2 separate regions of the Mus musculus genome follow, and region 2 is linked to region 1. The links are chromatin contacts, called in public promoter capture Hi-C maps. All regions are on one chromosome and are shown on one strand. The core of a region is the stretch at or near the end of the contact, and the rest is flanking DNA. Distances in the headings are between cores, read along the strand shown.

Region 1 (5,502 bases), core at 2,182-4,681:
TTTCTAATTGGTCAAGCAAATGGATTCGGATTACCAAGGGAACTAGAGAGAGTATGACAATGTGGAGTAAGGAGAGACTATATCTGGAGAGAGATTGCTTATGGGTTAAGAGTACTTGTTTTTGCAGTGGTCCTGGGCCCCAGATGGTGGCTCATACTACCTGTAACTCCAGTTCTAAGGGATTCCATAGCCTCCTTTAGCCTCCTCAGGTACCAGGCACACACGTGGTGCACATACATAGATGCAGAGAAACATTCCTACACATTAATAAATGAATCTGAAAAAAGTGTTTTACAAGGAATATATCTGGAACACAGGTGATTTTCTGGGGGCGTTCTGTTAGAATGACCTGTCTAGCAATATCATGTAATGGAAGATGACAGTCACCTTATGTAGGTAAGATTCTCTCAGAAATAGTTTGGAGTCACCTAATGGATCAAAGACCCTGTGATATAGGCTGAGACATGAAGTAGATATGAAAAGGGTGAAAGCGATATGCTAAGGTTTGTGTCCAGTTGCAAAAGTGAGGAGTGTTGGGTTATTGTGTTGCTCCTTACATTATGATTATAAATTGTGGCTATGTAATTGTCTGTTTTGAGTCATGCAGCTTCATGCTTCTTGTGATTTCATCCTGTTTCATACAACGTGGTTTAGTTGCACTATGCTGATGTCTTCAAACAGCACTTCGTTCCATTTTTCAAGACTGTGACTTATCTGGGAGGTTCTGCTTTGCCAGGTGTGTGAGCTAGATTGCTTCTTTCCAATGCATTTCCTTTTCAGTTAAAATGAGTAGAGGAAGCTAAGCATGGTGGCTGATGCCTATCGTTCTAGTACTAGAGAAGTTAAGAAAGGATCATCCCAACAGGTTCGAAATCAGCTACAAAGTTCCAAGACAACCTGGGCAACAGAGTGAGATCCTACGGCAAGCAAGCAAGCAAGCAAGCAAGCTGACCAGATTAGTCACTTCTAGTACTTATAACTGGAAAAAACAAAAACAAAAACAAAACAAACAAACAAACAACAACAACAAAAAAAACCCCAAACCTGCTGGAATAGATATGGATACCTGAGAGTGGGTTCCAAACAAAAGGTCTTGAAAATGTGGGCTATCTGGAATTGATCATCATGCTCAGTGAGACTTGGCCTCAGTTACTTTTCTGTTGCTGGGATGAAACATCCTGACAAAGAGCAACTTAAAGGAGGAACGGCTTATTGTGGCTCACAGTCTGAGGGCACAGACCAGCAGGGTGGGAAAGTTCTGGTGTTTAACACAGTGAGTCACATCACACCCACAGCCATGCGCAGAGAGAAAGGAATATACGCATGTTTCTTGATTGTTCTCAGTTCAGTTTTTCTCCTTTTTCTAGTTCTGGACCCTCTGCCTAAGGAGTAAAGGCACAGACAGTGAGCGGGACCTTCCAACACAAGTCAGTTTAAGACAATCAGTCTCTCACAAGCAAGCAGGCACACATGTGTTAATTCCTCTATTCTTGGCTGTGGATGTGGTGTGACCTGCTGTCTCGGTTTTCCAGTTGTGATGGACTGCAAATAGCGCGTGACTGTGAGCTAAAATAAACCCTTTTTGTTAGGTATTTAATCACAGTGACAGAAATGAGAGCAAATGGAAATTTAATGAATACTTAATTTTCCCTTCACTGGTTTATTATATATTTCTTTTATGTTTTCCTAAATTTTCTGGTCCTTTATCATATTTTTTGTATGTATTTATCTGCCCATCTATTTCCCCAATCACACAGATATACACACACTTATATACATATACATTTTTCTATATATGCTACGTATAATCATTTTTTGAAGCTGTTAATGGATTTCTTTAGCCATTGGTGGCAATGATTCATCCTACATGAGGGTTTGCCACCTGGTGTCAACTGAAAGTTACAGTGAGCCTCTCTCCTCCCACACAAACACCTGGAGGTGCCCTTCACTCTTTGCTTGTCTGAGGACCCCTAGTTGCTAGCTGGGAGAGGAAGTCAAGAGTTCTCCAGTAGGCAGACAGCTCTAGGAATCCCAGGGGAAGCCAGGACTCCAGTATTCTATTTGTTATCTCCTGGCCTGTCAGTTCAATCTGTACTCTGTTGCTCTCTCTTGACAGTGTTCGCTGAGCAGCTCCTTAAATGCCAGAGGCTGTTCCAGACACTAGGCACAGTGTTGTGGCTTCTTCTGGGGAGACATGGACAAATGTCTCTCTGTGATGGTTTGAATTAGAAATGATTCGTTTCACAGTTGGTTTAAGAGGTACAGCGTTGCTACTGGAAGCCTGTTGGGCAGGATGGAGGGTCATGTGCTTTTACCTGCTAAGCCATGCTGCCTGCCCTCTTTTAAAGACTTTTTTTTTTTTTTTTTTTTTGTGGCAGTCTGTCTATGTCACCCTGGGTGTCTTGAAACTCCCTATGTAGGCCAGGCTGGCTTTGAACTCAGAGATCTACCTGCCTTTTCGTCTCAAGTGCTGAGAATAAAGGCGTGTACTACCTGATCCAGCTACCTTTATACTATTGTGTGTGCACTCAGTAAAGACAATTTAGGGGAGTTAGTTCTTGCCTTCCACTTTTATGTGAGTTCTGGGAATCAAACTCCAGTTTGTGGTGTAGATGCCTTACTGGTGGAGCCATCTCTTCAGCCCTGAGGGTGTGTGTGTGTGGTTTCTTTCTTTTCGTTTTTTAAAAAAAAGATTTATTTATTTTATTATTTATTTATTTATTAATATTTCTGGGTTTTTTTTCAAGACAGGGTTTCTTTGTGTAGCTCTGGCTGTCTTAGAACTCAGAAATTCGCCTGCCTCTGCCTCCCAAGTGCTGGGATTAAAGGCGTGCGCCACCACCTTCTTTTATTTTATGCATGAGTACACTCCCATTGCTCTCTTCAGAGACACCAGAAGAGGGCACCAGACTCCATTACAGATGGTTGTGAGCCACCATGTGGTTGCTGGGAATTGAACTCAGGAATTGAATCCGTGAGCCATCTCTCCAGGCCGGGGTTGGTTTCTTAACCTCGTTTTATAGGCGCTTCTCACACAGTTGCTTGTGGTTTAGTCAGATCCCAACTATCTCTCCTCTCTTCCCTCTCTCTCTCTCTCTCTCTCTCTCTCTCTCTCTCTCTCTCTCTCCCTCTCTCTCTTAACTATTCACTCATCCCATTAGATTCACTACTGCTAGGTAGACTGGCACTAACCTTAAAATTTGTAACTTGCGAACGTGACTATTATTGGTTTATTCTAGGGCAAGAGATAAAAAATCATGGGTGACTTTGTGCAGGACCCCTAGCGTCCCCAAAGCCCGGACTAGGTTTATTGTGAGCATACGGTACTGTGAGCGAGGTCTAGTGACGCTCTTCTGCGGCTTTCCCGCGCTCCCCGCGGGGCGTCCCTAGCAACGCGCGGGCTGGTTCTCAGCTCCGCCCCGCGTGAGGCAGTGAGGGCAGGTGCGCCTGCGCGCAGCCGCAACCGCCAGTCAACTCGCTTCCCCTCCCTTCCTCGCCCCTCCCCCTCTCCTCCTCTTCCAAAGGCGCCTGGAGCGCGAGGCCAACATGGAGCCTGAGGACCTGCCGTGGCCTGACGAGCTGGAGGAGGAGGAGGAAGAAGAGGAGGAGGAGGGCGAGGAAGAGGAGGGGAAGAAAGAGGTGGAGAACGCCTCGGCGGCGGCGACCGAGGAGGCCCTGACCTCTGAGGAGAGTGGGAGACTGGAAGAGTTCGAAGAGGCGGGGCCCGACTTGGATTTTAACTACGAGTCCCAGCGGCAGGAGAGCTCGGACGAAGAGGAGGACGAGCTGGCTAAAGCCTGGCTGCAGGCTCACCCCGACCGTCCTGGCAGTGCTTTCTCTCTGCCCCCTCCCACGCCTCCGCCTCCGCCTCCGCCTCTGTCCCCGCGGCTCCGGTACACCCCAGTGGAGCATCTGGGCAAGACTGAGGTGAGAAGCGGCTCTGTAGCCCGGAGCTGGGCTGTGGGGAGGAGCGGGGCTGAGGCCAAGCGACTGTAGAGATGCTTGAGCTACTGAACTGGGTCCAGGATATCGGGACCTACGCGCTGCGGGTCGCCTTGCTTATGGACTGTACACCTTGCTTGTGGGGCTGGCAGGTTCTTTGTAGTCTTAGGTTCTTCCTGACATTGACAGCTCCGTGTTTCCTGCGCCTCTCAGTGGATCCGTTTTTTTTTTTTTTTCGTTTTGTTTTGTTTGTTTGTTTTTGTTTTTAAAGTAGGGCAGATAAGACAGATGGCGCTGGGAGCCGGTACTCCCAGAGCGAGCAGTTAGAAAGGCTTCTTTGGCAGGAGGTGGGAGCTGGGGAGGGAGTCTAGGGAATAGCTAACTGGTGGAGAGACGTTTAGCATTTAACACCTTAGTTTTATTGAAGTGCAAGAAACATCCCCCCCTCACCCCCCCCCCCCCACTAGGAATTATTGTTGGTTAAGTATTCTGCGTGAGCTTTTGTGTGTCTTCCCGCCCATTGTGTGTCTTTGCACTTGTAGCAATTAATAGGTTCCTAGCCAGTGGCAGGAACTTGGAATGAAAGAAAGCTTGTGAGGCAGCTCTGGTCTGGAAAATTAGAAAGCACCAAGTTAGGACCAAATAGAGGAAGAGCCAAGTTTACAGAGGTCCTACCAAGATCATTTTGAAACTAACCGTGCTATTAATGCTTTTTAACTATCAGGAACTGCGTTGTTGGTCAGTATGGTCACGTGTGGTTCTTTACATACGAATTAGTTTTAAGTAACACTAGAAAGGCTGGTGGTGTATTTAAGTGGTAGAGAGGTCTTGCCTAGTGTGTGCAAGGACTTGAGTTTTCAAGCCCTAGTATTGGGGAAGGGGAATGAATAAAATTAGGAATTCAGTGATCCTGTACACTTCTCAAGTGCTTAATAGACCTGCTTAGTGGCTGTCACGTTGGACAAAGCAATTGCAGAACAATTTCATTATCACAGTGATAGTATGGACTGTGATTGTCAAAAAGCAATACATGATGTTTGCTTGCTAGGTGGTATTAAATTCATTCAGCTTATACTTTAAGTGTTTACCTTGTACTTGATACTAAGGAAATCATGGTGAACTAAACTGCTGCCTTCCTAGTGTTCCCATTCTAAAGAGGGAGGCAGATAAAATTCACATGATCTCATAAGTAAAACTGCTATATACAAAAATGCATGCATAAAAAAAATGAATGCATGAAATAGGTAACCTGGACTTGTCAGTGAGGTTGGGGAGTTACCTTGAAGACTGCAAGGCTAGTAAACAAGGGGTTAAACAAAGCATAGATAAAACAAGGCACTGTTGGTTAGCAAGAGTGTGACTTTTTCACATTTTACATTTGTTTTTTATTTTTTATTTTATAGGGTTAGGATTGAACCCGGGCCTTTAAGCAAGCTAGGCAAACATTGTACTTACTGCTGGACCACATCATTTAAAGCATGACATTTTCAAGAAAAAGAAGGCCATCGAGTTGAGTCTGGACTATAAGGCTTTATGTGTTATGCCAGGCATTTTGAGGCT
Region 2 (6,117 bases), core at 2,223-4,722, 360 kb after region 1:
GCATTTGGGGAGTCTTTCAAGAGGCAAATGAGGTCTCCACAGTGAGTCTGAGTCTAATGACCTGGCATCTTTGAGAAGACAGAGCTGGCGATGCATCTCAGCGTATCATAAGGGAAAAAAGGAAAGGGGGGGAGGGACGAGTGGAGGAGATGTTAAGACACAGAAGACCGCAAGAAGACAGTGAAGTACCAGTCATCTACAAGAAGAAATTCTTGCTGACTCTATCCTTCCCAGCTTCTAAAACTATGAGACACAAAAAGTTCCTATAGATGTTCTCCCTCAGTCTGTGGTACTCTAGCATGGCAGCCCTACCAACGAGACCTGGCACCTGACTGGGGCATTTAAAGAAGCTCCAGAAAAGGAGTCAAATCAAAGGGCGCATCATTCACTGAGACGGTTTATAATGCTATCAGATGGAGAAGATGAATTTGTGACATAATCAACAGAAAATGGCCAAATGAATGAGGCAAAAACGTTAAGGAAAGAGGAAGGCCAGAAAGAACCCACAGCCATGAACACGACGCGCGTGATGACCACACTTATCTAGTAACTTCATCAAAGGCTGCAAAGGGCTGTGGAGTGAGTGGGTAGGCTGAGAGCTAAATCCTCATTTGCCAAAGGAAGAATTCATCAACGCATGTTATCATAAATTGGAAAATGAAGCAATGGTGATCTGTAAGAGTATTTAAAAAAAAAAAAAGGAGGAAAATACATAGCATAAGAAATCCTTAGGCGGGCTACCTCTGAGACTGACAATCAAGAAACATGCAGGGTGCCTTTCCATGGGAATTTCAGGAAAGCTACCTGAGAAAATATTCATGTATGTTTCTAAAGTAAAATATAACTTAAGAATACTAAATAGACCACTAGAAACTTTAAAAAAGAAGTGTCCTTCCACTAGGCCTTTGTATTGTGTGACATGGACAGAAGCCAGACGAGTGTGTAAGAATGAAAGTTAGTTATGAGTTATCCAATGATAAAGGTGGTTTTCACTAGGTGTTGGCAATCCAATTCCTGGTAGAGGAACAGGGCAGGTGGCAGGAACAACTCCTAACCGTGGCAGAACTCACGCAGTGACCCTACCTGGCAGTGTCCTCCAGAGGCTGCTTGTCAATGTGTTCTTTGCACCGTCCAGACTGGGTGCATTCTGTACCTGTCCCAGCTTTGTCCTCTTTTGGTTCCTAACTGTCTGTTCCAGTTTCTTACACTGGACAATACACTGACCCAGTATATTCTGGGGAAGAATTCCTCGGGGGTGGAGTGGGGGGGTCTCACAACAAGAAGCACTTTGAATCTGTTAATGTGATGGGTAGAGAAAAAGCCATCACTGGAGTGCAGAGCAACTTGACTAAAGTTTGGGCAAAATTAGCTGCAAGCTGGAATACATGATCTGCCGGGACTTCATTAGGGAAAAGTTCCCTCCACATGTTCATACATGAGAGAGAAAACTACTGTGCATAGCAAAAACTTGCTGTGGACTTGATGTGTTATGAGGAGCAACTTCCTGAGTGAGTTCTAAGGACAAGTAATTAGCACCTCCATGTAGCCTGAAGTGTGTCCTAGAGAAAGAGCACCATTCTAGTGTGGGAGGCCAGTGGACAGAGATCCTGAATTGAGGTCCTCGGAGTCAGTATAACCCTCAGCTTTCCCAGATATCCAAGGATGTCTGTTCAACCTTTAAAATCTACAGAGGGTTTCTAGCCTCCTGGATAGTTCTACCCTGTTGGTGGCAGTTACCCAACTTGGCAATCAACCAGTACCTAAAGTTTGAACCTTCTCTGTGTTAGATGCCTTAGCTGGCAGGTCAGCAAGAAGCTGGTCAAATCCCAACACTGACCACCAAGGAAAAAACGCTGATCAGAGTCCCACGAGGACAAAGAACAGGTGCAAAGAAAAGAACTGTCCCCTGGCTAGAGTTTTAGTAGAAAATTTGAACAGTCATGGAAAACACACCCATAAAGATTGTCAGTAAAGAACATGTGGTAAAAACACTACGAATCTCTGCACCTACACAACACATTACAAGCATGAGCAAAGGAAATATACAGGGAAAACAGAAGGCAATTTAGAATTTGTTATCTATTCAGAACTCTGAGAAAAGTTGAGGCCTGGAATGGAGGTGCTCTAGACTGCCGGAGCCACCGCGTCCGCCAGCACAGAGCAGTGTAACATATATCAGGACAGTACAACAGTTTGAACAGTTAAAAATGTTCAGAAAGTTTTCTAAATTCTTTTGACCTGATTTTATTAAATTCATTCAGCTGTCTTCTGTCCAGCTCTGGTCTCAGGTGGCCCTGACGACAGTCCAGCCACAGCGTGCCTCACAGGTTCCATTCCCAGTAGTATGGGTAGAAAGGTCTCTGGTAACTCTCAGCAGTCCACTTATTTGGCCTCGCACTCCAGAAGAATCTTCTTTGTGAATAGTCCTCTCCGGCTGGACCAGGAGGAGGGACAAGGCCTCTCTGGTAAACACTCTGATTTTGTGACCATTTTCTTAAACAAGAAGCAATAAATCATTATCAAGATTAACATATAATAACAAGCTTCATAAAATATTACAGACACTCTAATTTCACTCTTTCCTCCCTGGATGACCCAAGCAGATAATCACTTATCTTTCTCTTAAATTTGTATGAAATGGAGCTGGGATTGGGGAGATGGCTCAGTGAGTACAGCTCGTGCCAGAGACATGGGAGGCCTTGGGGGCTGCATCCCCAGAACCCACAGAACGCTGAGAAACAGTAGCATGTGTCTGTAATCCCTATGATAATATGGGAGGATCCCTGAAGCAAATACAGAAGTGGATGCTCACAGTCATCTATAGGATGGAACACAGGGCCCCAATATAGGAGCTAGAGAAAGTACCCAAGAGCTGAAGGGGTTTGCAACCCTATAGGTGGAACAACAATATGAACTAACCAGTACCCCCAGAGCTTGTGTCTCTAGCTGCATATGTAGCGTAAGATGGCCTAGCCGGCCATCACTGGGAAGAGAAGAGAGGCCCCTTGGTCTAGCAAACTTTATTTTCCCTAGTACAGGGGAACTCCAGGGCCAAGAAGTGGGGGGAAGGGGAAGGGGAAGGGGAAGGGGAAGGGGAAGGGGAAGGGGAAGGGGAAGGGGAAGGGGAAGGGGAAGAAAAGAAGAGAAAAGAAAAGAAAAGAAAAGAAAAGAAAAGAAAAGAAAAGAAAAGAAAAGAAAAGAAAATCTCCAGCTCAGAGAATGGAAATTAAGGATGTGGTCTCACCCATGATTGCACATAGTGTGAATGGCAGAGTAAGGAGACAAATTCAAACCCAGCCTGACTGGTACAACCCTCAAACGCTCATAAAAACCTAAGTTAAATTAACACCAAAACATTTTGCAAGCTAGTTGCTAATTTTATGTAGCATCTTGACTAGAGAGGAACAGCTACAGAGCTCATGAGGCTTTATTTCTGCATCTGTCAACAAGAGCATTTCCAAAAACGATTGCAGCATGAACAGCAGAGTGAGTAAAGAAGGCCTAGAATAAAGAAGGCCTGCTTGCATGTGGGCGGGCACTGATCACCTATCGGGAAAGCGGTCCCAGTACAAAGAACAGCACAGGCGAGCCTGCCCTCTCCTGCCTCCCACTCCCATCCAAGGCTCCTCTGGCTCCTGATCCTAGAGAGAATCACCAGGCTCACCCTGTTAAAGGCCCATCTCATCTACCTGCCCACCCTCTCTCCTCCTCTAGAGAATTCTAGCAGACAATTTTGACTGAACAGAGAATTTTCCCATTTCCCAACTGAAATTCTTTTATAACTTAATCTGCTCAAATCATGTGTAAATGTCTCTCTTAGGACTTGTACTCTCTTCCCCTCAGCCCTCTCTCTCTGAGACAGAGTCTCATGTAGTCTATGCTGAGTCCAAGGATGGACTCCTGACCCTCCCGTCTCTACATCCCAGTGCTGGGAGCACAGGCACACTACCCTGCCTGGCTTTGTATTTGTTCTTTAAATCGCAGCCTTCCTTATTCCAAAAACTAGAGTCTTAAAGCACAGGGATAGACCTCAGAGATAGAATCTTAGGTCTCGTCCCTAGAACGCAGATTTTATCTTCTAGTAGACCTATCTAACTCCTCTTAGATTAAGCTAACTAAAATAAATAGATAAATAAAGTAATAAAGTAACATTTCCAATCTTTAGCTGTGTCTGAAGAGCTACACATTCCCCATCCAGTGTTTGATTTGCTAAGCAGCATGACTGACCCTGATCAGGAAGGAAATACCAACTGCTGGTCATTATCACAACGGACTTTCCCTTGGCTTAACAGACAGTTTCCACCTCGGCTCTAAAACGGGAGCAGCACAGGTACCTGAGTGAGTACGGTGAGCTCTGCGTCTGGTGCTGGAAATGCTGGGAAGGTGCCAGATGACCACCACGCCGGTTTTTCCTAGGCTTTTTTTTCACAGGTTTGTTGTTGGTGTAGACTTGCTCCGTAGGATCTGCTGAGTCTTCAAGGCCATCTGTCCTAGGTGCACTAACATTCCGGTTCCTGAAAAGGAAGTGTGCCACAGCGTCACCAGACTCCAGTTCCCGTGGCCAGTTTAGTAACTTTGTATTTTGATTTGTGAACATTTGATCTCGTTTCCCCACTCCTGGCTGTTTAGGTTTTACTCAGAAAGTGAGCTCGCTGCCAGGGAAATGTGCCGCTTGAATTATACCTAAGAGGCTTCCCTAGCCACAAATCTCGCCTAAGAAAATGCAAGACTTACTTTCTGACATGACGTTTCTGCAGGTTTTCAATGTAGTTCTGCCTTTCTATGCAGTGCCCCCGGCAGCTGTTGAACACTGAGGAGCAGATGAAGATGAGCCGTTAGAAACAGGGGCACGAGAAGGAATCTAGCCCAGAGCACGCAGACCAGAGCTCGTACTCACTGACTGGTCATAGGCTGGCACAGCTCACTACTGCACACATGTTCCTCATAAGCTTTGTGGCAAGAGGCTGCCTTAGACTCTTCCTATCCTTGCTCTTTCCTCCCTCTGGTGCTGGAGACCACACTCAAGTTCCATACATGCCGAGCAGATATTCTGCCGCTGAGCCACATCCCCAGCCCCACAGGCAACTCCTTCCTTCTCTCTCTTCTCTTCCTCTCTGTCATCTTATATTGCATCATATTCATTATGTTTTCCAAAAACTGAAAAGTGGTTCTACCATTTCCACCTTTTGCTTTTATAGGAAGGGAAAAATCGTGGCCCCCTCATACTTACATTCAATTGCATCATCTGGCCTCATGCCTTCTACATCAATCAAATATCTAACAAAACAACATAATTCGGGTCACTTAAATATACGAAAAGAAAAAAATCAAAACAGGTCCAATTTCACTTACAAGTGGAGACATACAAATCCTAAGAAAATACTACACATCTAATCCAACAGGCACAGAATGACATGCCATGACCATACACCAGTCCCAAGATTGACTAATTTAGAAATATATTAATAAAGGTACTTATATTAATATAACAATATAATTAATAAAGGAAATGCACGACCAAACTGGCAAACGTTTAAAAGGTAGATTCAGCAGTCCTTTCCACAAATGGCTTTGTGAACTAAAACCCAGGAGGCTTCCTTCATATTACGGAGTGTTCATCAGTAACCAACACACAGAACAACTGGGAAATAGTGATGCAGCCAAACGCTATGGGCCAGAACAGGAGCTACTGTCACTGTCACCCACTTTTCCTGATTCTCACCTTCATTTCCCCACCAGCGTCCTGACAGTGATGACAGCATGCTTCTACCAAAATGACCTTGACACCCGGTCCAAGTGACCATCAACACTTCAATTCATACAAAAACCTATGAGTCCTGCCTCTGCCTCTGTTGAATATTCTTTACTCAGCAGAAATGGATGGGGTTCAACACCCCCCCACAAAGTGCAACAACAAAAAACCCAAGCAGCTGAAACAGCACTTTGCATGGCCTAGCACTGACTCAATGCCATACTTGCCGCATCGCCCACCGCCCCGGCAGTATATGGGGTCCCACTCTGGGCTCTTGGCTGAGCCTTAAGACCATAGTCTCTTCTGTGCCCTTACTCAGCCAGTACTAGGTAACCTTCAGAAAGTCACTGAAACCCTCCTCGGAA

Evidence for each region. Promoter capture Hi-C pulls out the DNA fragments that hold promoters and counts their contacts.
Region 2: a promoter capture Hi-C map of hippocampal neurons shows a contact between it and region 1, with 2.2 times the contacts expected there. The contact joins the enhancer-like site here to the promoter of Alms1 in region 1. A contact is called at or near these places in 6 of 39 promoter capture datasets (the 3T3-L1 cell line, the C10 cell line, the HPC-7 cell line and 2 more), 2 of 15 datasets of contacts at CTCF or cohesin (the NIH/3T3 cell line and pro-B cells), 1 of 484 Hi-C or Micro-C datasets (embryonic stem cells), 11 of 115 datasets of contacts at active chromatin or transcription factors (astrocytes, bone marrow-derived macrophages, cardiomyocytes and 4 more) and 2 of 9 other capture datasets (liver and macrophages).

What each region holds. Positions count from the first base shown.
Region 1 is chr6:85,584,100-85,589,601 of GRCm38.p6, forward strand. Alms1 (ALMS1, centrosome and basal body associated) reads left to right here and starts at 3,432. Exons shown (of 23, transcript NM_145223.2): 1 at 3,432-3,927. The coding sequence starts at 3,547.
Region 2 is chr6:85,945,284-85,951,400 of GRCm38.p6, forward strand. It overlaps Dusp11 (dual specificity phosphatase 11 (RNA/RNP complex 1-interacting)), which reads right to left. Exons shown (of 9, transcript NM_028099.4): 6 at 5,231-5,277; 7 at 4,735-4,810; 8 at 4,335-4,514; 9 at 1-2,493. The coding sequence ends at 2,322. Among named protein-coding and RNA genes, the nearest start is that of Dusp11, 13 kb to the right of the region's middle. Within about 2 kb of position 3,473, at least 8 of the 459 cell types and tissues checked have an H3K27ac peak or open chromatin away from gene starts, as enhancers often do. A contact at or near this core is called in hippocampal neurons, where this site is marked.